Linked DNA regions of Mus musculus: all the other regions are linked to region 3. Evidence: chromatin contacts called from public HiCAR-type and HiChIP or PLAC-seq data. All regions are on one chromosome and are shown on one strand. Each heading gives the region's core, a stretch centred on a gene start, on an enhancer-like site or on the middle of the called end of the contact. The rest is flanking DNA. Distances are from core to core; before and after follow the strand shown. Region 1 has its middle 31 kb from the start of Gm29922. Region 2 has its middle 52 kb from the start of Gm29922. Region 3 has its middle 50 kb from the start of Gm12724.

The links. HiCAR-type assays count read pairs that join an accessible place to other places. HiChIP or PLAC-seq counts read pairs in DNA pulled down with a chosen protein or histone mark.
Region 1: an H3K27ac HiChIP or PLAC-seq map of the NIH/3T3 cell line shows a contact between it and region 3, with 5 times the contacts expected there. The contact joins two enhancer-like sites.
Region 2: a HiCAR-type map of fibro-adipogenic progenitors shows a contact between it and region 3, with 2.2 times the contacts expected there. The contact joins two enhancer-like sites. A contact is called at or near these places in 1 of 15 datasets of contacts at CTCF or cohesin (the NIH/3T3 cell line), 1 of 115 datasets of contacts at active chromatin or transcription factors (fibro-adipogenic progenitors) and 1 of 9 other capture datasets (embryonic stem cells).

The regions. Positions count from the first base shown.
Region 1 is chr4:105,812,889-105,816,840 of GRCm38.p6, reverse strand. No RefSeq gene overlaps it. Among named protein-coding and RNA genes, the nearest start is that of Gm29922, 31 kb to the left of the region's middle. Within about 2 kb of position 2,125, at least 3 of the 459 cell types and tissues checked have an H3K27ac peak or open chromatin away from gene starts, as enhancers often do. A contact at or near this core is called in the NIH/3T3 cell line, where this site is marked.
Region 2 is chr4:105,896,439-105,899,931 of GRCm38.p6, reverse strand. No RefSeq gene overlaps it. Among named protein-coding and RNA genes, the nearest start is that of Gm29922, 52 kb to the right of the region's middle. Within about 2 kb of position 1,576, at least 19 of the 459 cell types and tissues checked have an H3K27ac peak or open chromatin away from gene starts, as enhancers often do. A contact at or near this core is called in the NIH/3T3 cell line and fibro-adipogenic progenitors, where this site is marked.
Region 3 is chr4:106,184,852-106,188,598 of GRCm38.p6, reverse strand. No RefSeq gene overlaps it. Among named protein-coding and RNA genes, the nearest start is that of Gm12724, 50 kb to the left of the region's middle. Within about 2 kb of position 2,253, at least 45 of the 459 cell types and tissues checked have an H3K27ac peak or open chromatin away from gene starts, as enhancers often do. A contact at or near this core is called in the NIH/3T3 cell line and fibro-adipogenic progenitors, where this site is marked.

The DNA.
Region 1 (3,952 bases), core at 876-3,375, 370 kb after region 3:
TATAAGACAAATGCTTTAAGATTCTATACAAGTGAGAATATGGGCTATTTGTTTTCTGTACCTGGCTTATTTCACTTGGCTTTATTCTGGGATCACAAAGGTCTTCGTACCCACAGTTTACCAGGGGGAACAGGGAGGTTAAATATAAAGGATTGTCTTTTCAGAGGAAAAAATGTATAGCCTGTTTTCCACCCAGAAAGCTGGAATTAGAGGTGGTTAATAGCCTCGTGATCTGTGTTATCTGAAGGTCCAGGAAACATCAAGCTCCTACAACCAGAACTAGTTATATAGTAGTCTAGATGACCCTTACATTATCTGTTTAGCCAGGGGGCACCCCTACACTCCCATAATCAGGATTAGAGGTGGCTAATAACTCAAATGATCTCAACTTTATCTGTATGATCAAGACCATACCAGATCCTTCCCTAGGCATTTATGATGATACTTATAGCCTATCTCTAAAACCCTTCTTGAAAGAAATGACCCATACTTTGAATTGAGTTGAGGGACAATTATGTCTTCGCATGTGCCAGGGATTGCATTATACTAAGAAATATTTCCCCCCCAAATTGTGCTGTGTTTAAGTATGCTTGCAATACACAACCTGATGTCAGACTTGAGGAGTTTGAACCAGAGCAGACTAAGCCAGGCTGAACCGGGTATTCTTCTGCCTCTCACAGTTTGCTCCCCTGCTGGCCACAGAGCTTGCAGGGATCCCCACAGCTTTATGTCTTCTAGACTTATCCAAGAATTGCACATGGCAAACTTTTCTTTTTCAAAGCTGAGTTTTCAGGTAAAAATCTTTAGGAACTTTTTAAAAAAAATCTTTAAAAAAAGTTTTTCCTTCTATTTTTTAAAATTAAAATTCTAGCATTTCCCCCTTCCGTTTTCTTCCTCCAACCTCTTCCATATACCCATCCTTGCTCACCTTTAAATTCATGGCTCTTTTTCATCAATTGTTGTGTGTAAATTATGTTCTGCACTGGCTGTCAGTAATTTCTGAGACTGAAGATCTTGGAGTGTTTGCCCACTAACAGTAGTTATATTCTGCCCCCACAACCTTGCTAATTTTTCCAAATAAAACTACCTTGTGAGTTCCCCAATACCCTGAAAGGGGTGTCACAATTTTTCCTGCTGGAGTGAGTCTCTGTTTACATTTACTCCAGCCCATCCCTGTTGAACTCATGATGCTGAGGTTCATGATGGAAGGACCAAAAGACCACTATGAATGGTGGCATACAGTGGCAAGAGGTTTCTTGGGATCACTCCATGGTCAAACTACAACATGTTCATGTTAACGAACTGTAGCTTCTAGAGGTCACTAAGCCTTTGATGTGTAAGGGCTCAAAAGACTTTGGGGTCAGAGGATGAAGACCTAGGTTTCATCAATGCACAGATTTGCTCCTTTATATTTAAACGTCCCTGTCTGCTGAGTGTGTATGTTGCTAACAAGTGCCATATAGGATTGTGGGCTGGCCTTATAAAGCAACTTAGCAGGGCTTGGTGGATGAATATGGAAGTTTTCACCATTAAATTGTTTGTTTCTCTATGGGCTATTAAGTTAGGAATTACTGTCTTAGGAAGATAAAAATAATGTCCAATAGGTCACATCACATAGAACTCAAGTTTCCCTGATTGATATGGGGCGTGGGAAGGATTTCTTTTCTCAACATCTAGATTTATTGACTCCAGCCTGCATGCATGTGAAGGGAAACTGTAGATGTGTGCTCATTGTTCCAAACATGTGGAAGGTTTTGAGGCAATCTTCTTCCTTTGTATTCTTAAGGCTCCATATTTCTAGGTAGTGACTTTGTTATAACTACTCAGTACTTTGCTTTGTTCTTTTTAATGCCTTTGTACTCATGAAGAGAAGATTTGAATAAATGTATGCATGCCTGTCCCACTAAGTTTGAGACCATCTCATCCTGACCAGACCTGAGTTAACTCCCAAGGTGAAGGCAGCTGTTTTCCATCATCCTTTGTGCCTCCAAGTCTTTGACTGGGAATTCTATTGTGGTATAAATATCTGAGGAAAAGTGTTCATGATCTTCACTTCCCAGAACCATAAGAGCACCAATTGCGATCACTGTTGGTCCTGGGGGAACAATTTGTGTGTGAGCAACTGATTAGTCAGCTGCTCTGTCCATGTTTACATGAACTTCATGTCAGACAATGCCTCATATCCTATGAGGGGCCTTCCATCTCCATTTGGGGAGTTTCAAGAATTTGGTATCCCACAATAATCTGCCTTCTGCACATGAAAACAGTGGGTAATACTTTCCATCCTTCTCACCAATGAGCCAAAAACTCAAGGTGCAAATAGGATTAGAGTTTTAAGACAGATTCCATCACACTTCATGTAAATATCTTCTCTCCTTCCCCAGGAGAGGAGAACTTGACCCATAACAAAAGAGACTATTCTCTTAGCATCCAAACCTCTGTGACTTTCCAGGTTTAATAGGCTATTTGCCATCTCTAGCATCATTTATCAAACCTCTGCACAGAGCCTCGTGCTCCAATCCTTGTTAGTGGTATTTGTGTAAGACTAATCCAAATGATGGCCCTAAGAGAGGATGCCTCACCAATCAATCAACAACAGAACTTTCAAAATTCACTTAGCAACCACTAAAATGGGGAAAGATATACAATTGCTATGCTAAGAGAGAAAATACAATAAAAAACAATGTTCAATGAAACCCAGCAAAAGTAGAAAGTCAAAATGAAAGAAAGAAAGAAAGAAAGAGAGAGAGAGAGAGAGAGAGAGAGAGAGAGAGAGAGAGAGAGAGAGGGAGGGAGGGAGGGAGGGAGGGAGGGAGGGAGGGAGGAAGGAAGGAAGGAAGGAAGGAAGGAAGAAAAAAGCTAACAGAAAACAGTGAAATAGAATGTGGTAGATATTAACTCAATTGCCCATCATTTTCAATGGGAGTGGTCTAAATGTACCTGTTTATCTTGATTGAATATCACTGGCAAGGTTGCCTTTGGCTGTACTGTCCACACTAAATTTATCTCTTTCATTGAGCCTTATGCTTATAAATAAAAATCCCAAATCTATAACTTTAAACCTACCATTTCATGTAAAACTTATTCAAGTAGTAGTGAAGCATGATCAGATAAAACACATTCACACATGCACATGTGCACAGACAAACACACACACAGATGCAGACAGACAAACAGAATAAATTTAATTTTTATTTATTAAAATGAAAACATAGGTAGTCTAGTTTTCCATGGGAGAGAGTGGTCTCCTTTCAAAGAGTTGTTTACCCTGCTGTTGAGTAGTGACCATGGGTTTCTAACCGAGCAGGGTAAGCTCTGTTCTATAGGATTTCTCAAGTTTTCGAGTAGCGTAACTGAGAGAGGCCTGGCAACCATGCACTTAACAGAAACAAAGAATCTAGGGACAAACCTGGACACAACTAGACAGTATTGGAATGACTAATCTTTCTCCATCTCTGTTTCCAGTCTGAGTATTTATATTTAAAGTGGGCTTGTACACAATAGTTGGGTCGTTGTTGGTGTTGTTGTATCTACTTTGACAGTCTGATTTTAGTTGGCAGTTTCAGAGCATTTATGTTTAAAAAATTATTGACATTTATTCATTGGGTTATATATGCATGTGTGTGGTGTATAAAGATATATGTATGTGAGGTTGTGTTTATGTATATACATGTATACATGCCATTGAATGCATGTGGAAGTCAGACTGCAGTTTACAGGGGTAGGTTCTTTCCTTCTACCCTGTCTTGGGTCCTGGGAATTGAACTCAAGGTTGCCAAGATTGGTGGTAAACACCTTTACCCACTGAAGCTTCTTCTCAGGACAGATCTAGGGCACAGTATTCTGGGCTGGTAGGTTTGCATGTTCATTACATCTCAATATCTGAAATCCCTTGCTCTCTTCTTGCTTGTACCATTTCTAAAGAAAAATCTGTCCTTCTTCCTCTATGACA
Region 2 (3,493 bases), core at 327-2,826, 290 kb after region 3:
GACCTGAAGATGAGATTGGAATGATTTTTAGGTAAGCTATTTGTCCTAAAGCACCCCCCCCCCCCCGGCACAAGTCTTCTTTGGATAGAAGGCCAGAGGCACATGGTTATTTTCTTTTGACAACTGTCCAGTCACACATACTCTGAGAAGCTACTAAAAAAGAAGTTTGAGTAGGGCCCTGGAGAGTGAGCAGGAGCCCTCTGTGTCACAGGAGTCAGTCATAACTTTCTGAGAATAGTGAACTCAGAAAGATTTTGTTTGTTTGGTTTTTTTTAGTTCATGGTAGAAGAATGTAGAGGTTGGAAAGATGAGGCAGACAAAGAAATGCAGAGGCTTCTAAACTCAACCAGTAAGGTGTCAAGGATGTCAACTGATCCCAGGAATGTCCTCACAAGAACACAGATATAGGCTCAAGGCGTGAAGCAAAGCACAAGGAGTGGCAGATCACAGGTGTTTGGCCACATCTTCATGTAATTCGCTTATGATTTTGGGGTCTACTTGAGCCCCATGTCCTATCATCTTCCAGACTGTGAAACCCCAACATTATGGCCTGGTAGAGTAGACATTTGGTTTGTGATAACCCTCCAGCTCTCATGGTAATGTGGACATGGTTAAGGGGCCTAGCAAACACATAAGTAGATGCTCACAGTCAGCTATTGGATGGAGCACAGCGCCCCCAATGGAGGAGCTAGAGAAACTATCCAAGGAGCTAAAGAGATCTGCAACCCTGTAGGTGCAACAACATTATGAACTAACCAGTAGCCCGGCGCTCTTGACTCTAGCTGCATATGTATCAAAAGATGGCCTAGTCGGCCATCGCTGGAAAGAGAGGCCCATTGGACTTGCAAACTTTATATGCCCCAGTACAGGGGAATGCCAGGGCCAAAAAAATGGGAATGGGTGGGTAGGGAAGTGGAGGGGAGGGTATGGGGGACTTTTGGGATAGCATTGGAAATGTAATTGAGGAAAATATGTAATAATAAAAATATTAGAAAAAAAAACAGTAACAAGCCTGAGAGATAGAGATGGAGAGAAAGGGACAAGGGGGAGAATGGTTTGAAAGGAGTAGGCATGATACCCCCAGGGAGAAGTAGAGGCAAGTTCAGGAGCACTGGTCCAAGACAGATGAAGCCAATAGGAATGATAGAATCATTGAGTTACAATCTTGGGTGGGATAATAAGACACATTAAAATGTGTTGAGTGTGGAGAGGCTATTAGAAGTAGTATTTATGTTATTCAGAGAACAGCTGTAGACAGCATTTGGTGGTCAGAGGAACCTGCTAGTGGACATACCACTTGGTCTGTGATGAGGCTTGAAGGAATGAGAAAGGGATGTAGAAAAGCCATTGAGGGAAAAGGCCAAAATCCTGCAAATAATGCAACTTGGCTCCTGAGTTTGATTCACTATGGAGGAATTCACCCAAGGCCATTGGCCAACTGGAAGAGCCCAAAGGTCAAGGGCTGCACATTTTTTCATAGAGTTTCTCATTTATTTGAGCTTAAATGAGGCTAAATTCTTAGGGGAAATGAGCACATGCTAAGCATCTCCAAAACCAGGAGGCTTCATAGCCAGGAAACTACGTTGGTCCGATAGTAATACCAATGACTAATACAATACTCTTAGGTCTCCTGTGGTCTGAGTCCCAGGAATCCGAGCTGGCAACAACACAAATAGATGAAGGCAATTATGCAAGAGGTACCTCTGTGACTATCCCTAGAAAAATGATGAGAGGAGTTCCCACTGCAGTGGCCTTATCCACCTATTAGATAGATGTAAATTATCCTGTATGTGGTTAGTCTGGGCTACATCGTAACGATAGCTCTTTAACCACCAACCCCTCTTACTGGTTCTCCAAACACCTTGCTTTATCTTTTTGATTTACCTTTGCTGGGTCCAGACTCAGGACAAGTCATTTTGTAAGGATCCTATTGACCTTTTTAGTTCCAGATAGAAGTTTCTGCTACTGGAATGCTCCATCTTCCCTTGTTCTCCACAGCAACTGGGAATGCTTAATTGTCATAGTTGGGACCTTACAAAGAAACATGAATGGACTTGTTTTCCCCCCTTTATCTGACTGGACTTTCAAATAGAAAATTCAATATAATTGAGTTTGCAGATAGGAATTCCTAAGCTTCTACCACTGGGCCTTCTTGGCCAAAGGACGATCAGCCTATTGTGATAGGGAAATCATGGTGGCAGGAGCTTGAGACAGCTGGTTATATAGCATCCACAGTGACGAATGATGATGTTCAGCCAGCTTTTCCATTTTTATCCAGTCTAGGAATGCAACCCCATGGAATGGTGCAGACTACAGGAATAGTCTTCCCATTCAATTTACTTAATCTAGTTATTAATGGCTTTCAAGTATGCCCAGATCCTAGGTGATTCTAGATCTTGTCAGGTTGACAATCGATATTAACTATCACACTACAAAACGCGAGCTTGCTGGATATCTTAGAAAATGATCTCTTTGGTTGGCTTTTTTCCCCAATATCTTTTACAGGTGCAATATTAGAAGGAATATAAGTTACAGAGGTAAACACAAGTGGATTCAAATCCAAGGTCTACCAGTTGGTTTGTTCTTAATTCATTTAACATCTTTGAGATGACTTATTCTTTTACAAAATTCAGTGATTAATACTGATACTAGTGGGTTATTGTAAGGACTCGGGGGCCCAGTCTACATAAATCCAGCTCAGCTGGATGTCTCAACACTTACTATGTGCCATTTTGACACTAGTGCACATGGAGGATTCACTGCAAATTATTTTGAAAGTCAGGGAAAGTAGAAGTATGGTCTTGGGTAAATGTACCTTCTTCCTAGTTAGAAGATGAAGGAAGAGAGATGCAAATGGCTGGGCAATTCTGGTCTGCTCTGGATCTCTCAGGTACCTAGTAGGCTTAGTTCAGTCCATTTTAGAGTCAGTCAAAGCAAAGCAAAGCAAAGCAAAGCAAAGCAAAGCAAAGCAAAGCAAAGCAAAGCAAAGCAAAGCAAAGCAAAGCAAAGCAAAGCAAAACAAAACAAAATAAACAAAACCCCAATATCCAAAAGCATCTTTATAGAAAGGTAGATTCTTGAGGGCCATGAAAACTGGTTCCCCCCTGTGTTTGCCAAAGGAGACTTTGTTTTGTTTTGGACAAACTTGTGTGTGATCTGCTGCCCAGTAAAGCTGTTTCATTGATGCTCTTAGGAGTCTTCCAGAAGGACAAACTCTGTGATGCTGGTGATAGCCATGAACATCTGATGTGTGATTGCTCACTGAATCTTTAGAAAACCCCAGTAACAAAATACTGCTTATTTAACATGAGGGAAAATTGTAATCACAAATCTCTGCTGTTAGAATTCTTCAATGTAGTTATGTTCTAAAAAGTGGAATCCTTCCTATGATATCACACAATGGAAAGGTCCATCTTTTTTTTTTCTGAATGAAGACACTGATAATTACAATAATAAAAATTACAGTAATAAAAATTTAACATTAGTTTTGCTA
Region 3 (3,747 bases), core at 1,004-3,503:
AATCCTTCGAGTTATTTCCCTATTCTAGGTAATACTGAGTAGATCTCCATAGCCCCTAAAATGAAAATATTTTCTGATGTGAGAAAAAAATTAAAACATTTTCTTTTACTCTAATATTCAGGGAGTTGTTTTGTTGGAATCCTCCTTCTGTCTTTGAAAGAAATTCATACATTTCTTAGTGCAGGATTCTTGTGGGCCATAGGAGCTGTAAGGAGCAGAGTAGAGAAGTCTGTGTCCCTTCTAAGACACCAGTCTGCTCTCCAAGTCTGACCTTTGTGATGTCTTCCTCCTGTCTGCCTTAACAAGAGCAGTAGGTGCTCATTTGTATTTTTCTCCTCAACCACGTCCCTCTAATCGAATGTCCTCAACATCAAATGCCATGGTCACCATTGGGTAGATTCAATATTCTTCCAAGTCTAGAGTACAGCCATAGATGGTGTGGATGTCTATAGATTCCCTTAGTAATTCCAAGGTGGTTGCAACCTGGGGTAGAAGGCTAGAGAAGAGGCAGGAACAACTCCCAGAGAGCCGTATGGGCCCGATTAAAGAAACTGGGCATCATGGCATGGTATGCATCCTAGGATCACTTTCAGTTTTAGACAGGTAGACATTGTAGCTCTTCAGAGTTAAGCAAATCCCTTTAAAATCTTCATCTGTAGACCCTAGATGGGTTTGTCTGAGTCTGGTATCAGAGACGATGGTGTAGTCAGGACAGACATGTGAGGAGAGAAAGACAGTAGGCCAGGAGCTCTGAATGAACAGCCCCCAGTGAGGACTGATTAGACATGGGGGTGGGGGTGGGGGTGGGGGTGGGGGTGGAGGAGCTGCCAAGGATCCCTTAGCCAAAAGTCTGAGGGTTTGATTGGCATCCTTATAACCCGCATGACAGTCACAACTCCCTACAAGTGACACTGACTTCCAAACACAAAGACCTGGTAAGGCCACACTGAACACCGATCCCTTTGTTAGTTCTATATTGTCTATATTGCAGGGCCCAGGAGGCATGCCAATGCTGCACCCAGTTTTACGCAATTTTTTTAGGAAAATGATTTTTCTATGACAGTGTCAATAAAAATAGCAACAACCACCTCCCCTCCCCAGTGTCAGTGGCTTAAAGTAACCAGCTTCTTTCTCTTAATCTTTTCACCTAACAGTTCAGTGTGGGTGTTCCTGGTGGGCGGGTAGCTTTCTGCCACATGGAGAGTCTGGGACTAAATCTCCTACTGTCTTGTGTATCTGTCACCTGTGGGGTTTGGGGTCTTTAGTATTTAGAGAAAAGATAGGAAAACCATAGATGATACACAGCTTTCCTGTGTCATCTGTTAATGACAACTGTCACTTGTACTTAAATTCCACAGTGAACACTAGCTCTACAGACCCACTGAGACCTAACAGGACCAGAGGACACAACTTCTAGTGGGTCAGCTGCTGTCTGTGACAGTTCTAGGTTCTATAAGGACAAGCATGGCTACCCAGTCTACCTTCCTCTGCGTCTAACAACCAGTATGTAACAGCTACACCCCGGGCACCCCTTTGAGATCCACAGTAGCCAAGTCACACTCCGGAATATGATAAACGAGGAAGAAAACATGAAGAAACACTTTGCTCACATTAGGTTGAACCATAAGGAATTGCTGTCTTGTGGAAAGACCTGCCAAATGTTGCCAATTTCTTGTGATTCAGCCCAATAATTCATCAGGGAAGTGCTTCCAAAAATGGTTTTCTTAGAACTCTGGCTCATAGCTGGGAGAATGCCTCATGCGCCTGGCTCTTTGGGGATCGTCAGAGATGTTTTAGTCATTATGCGATTTGAAAACTCCTCTATTCCAGAAAAATCCTGTGTTGTTTCATTCCTTTAATCAGTGATTTCCTAAGCAACCACGGTTTAATCAGTAGTTTCCAGGATAAATTGTGCCTAGAACTTATTCCTCCCCCACAAAAATACCTCTTCAATTCTTAGTTATTCTTTATTCTTCTGCCCCTGGGAAGCTTTACACAGAATATCAAGGGACTCCATTAGTAATTCCTCTTCGGCACTAGATTTTCTTTTGTAGAAGTTCATGTCAGGGATTTTGGGGAACATGACAAACATTTGCTGAACAAATGGCTTTGAAATAGTTCCTTTTCTCAGAACCTGAGACTCTTCATCTGCAAAATGAAGTTGGTGAATTAAGAAGTCCCATGTAGAGCAGTTAGGGAGAGGCTGCATCTGCGCTAGCATCCTCCTCCCATCAGCATCTTGGAGACTGGTGAAGCAACCACTTGCCACGTAGAGGACACCTCATCCCGGAGGCCACATGTGGGATTGCTTTGGTTCTCACGTGCAAACATGTTTAAGCCCAGCTTCTTGAGAGCTCGAAAGGATATTTGAGTCTGACAGAATTATTTTTATCTGTTCAAGAAGAAAGGAAATAAAGAGCAGCATCCTTGTGTTGACATGAAATAGATGTCCCGGGATTCTGAACTGGAGGTGGGAGGCGGCCTCGCTGGGTGTATATGGGGTTGAGTAAACGACAGGCTGCGAGGACCACATGGAACCACTTCTCCATGGTCTAATCTGAGAAGCTGAACACAGTGAGCTTGGAATCAGGTTATGCCTTTGGTTGGAGGACTGTCTCACTGGGGCCAGCGTGGCCTTTGGCAGAGCCATGGTCACATCTGTCCTCTCCCTGGCCTGACCTCCCTCTGGCAGACTCAGCTCCAGGTCTGGCAGAACCCCCAGAACGGATCTTTCTCCTGGCCCCCAGCAAAGCTGCTTACTGACTTCCAAACATGTGTGGCTGGTTTGGCCATCTGGGCCAGAGGCGCTCTGTGAGGTGTGCCTCATGGGGAAGGTCCTTCCTTTCCTTATTGCACACATTTAAAAGTTCTAGCCAAGCCCTGCCCCCTCCCATCCTTGTGCCAGACCCCTGCATCTAAGGCTCTTTGCAACAGGAGCAAAAGCAGCAGGGTACTTCTTTGAGGCTAGATACTGCTACGGACCTGGTACCTTGTATAGTGGGTGAGTGTGGCTTCCAAAGCCAGGAAGACCTGGATTGAATCCTGGCTTGGCTGTAGCCATTGAACCTTGGGTTGATAGTCTCAGGTGTCTGAAGGCCAGTTTCTTCTTCTGTATGTTGGGAGTGTTTATTGTTTAATTTGTTATACAACTACCACACATTCACCAAAGGAACTATTTTGACTGCCAGACATTAGAAACACAAACAGGAACTGCATGCAATTGGTACCTGCATCAAACAGACACTGTTTTCAAGAACACTATTTACAAGGCCCAGAGTAGATAATAAATATAGGGGCTATGGTGGTTTGAAAAAGTTTGGCCCTCACAGACTCATGTGTTTGAATGCTTGGCCCATAGGAAGGACACTATTTGGAGGTATGGCCTTTTTGGGGTAGGTGTGGTCCTGTTGGAGGAAGTGTGTCACAGTGAAGGTGGGATTTGATGTCTCCTATGCTCAAGCTATACCCAGTGTGCACCCAGTCTCCTCCTTGCTGCCTGTGGATCAAGATGTTGAATTTTCAGCTCCTTCTCCAGCACCATGTCTGCCTGCATGCTGCCATGTTCTCACCATGATGTGAATGAACTGAACCTCTGAAACTGTAAGTCAGCCTTAATTAAATGTTTTCCTTTGTAGAAGCTGCCATAGTCCTGATATCTCTTCACAGGAATGAAATTCTGAGTAAGACAGGGGTGTAGAAATAACTGGAGTTTTCAATCTCAATACATTGCTCAATTCCAGACCAGGG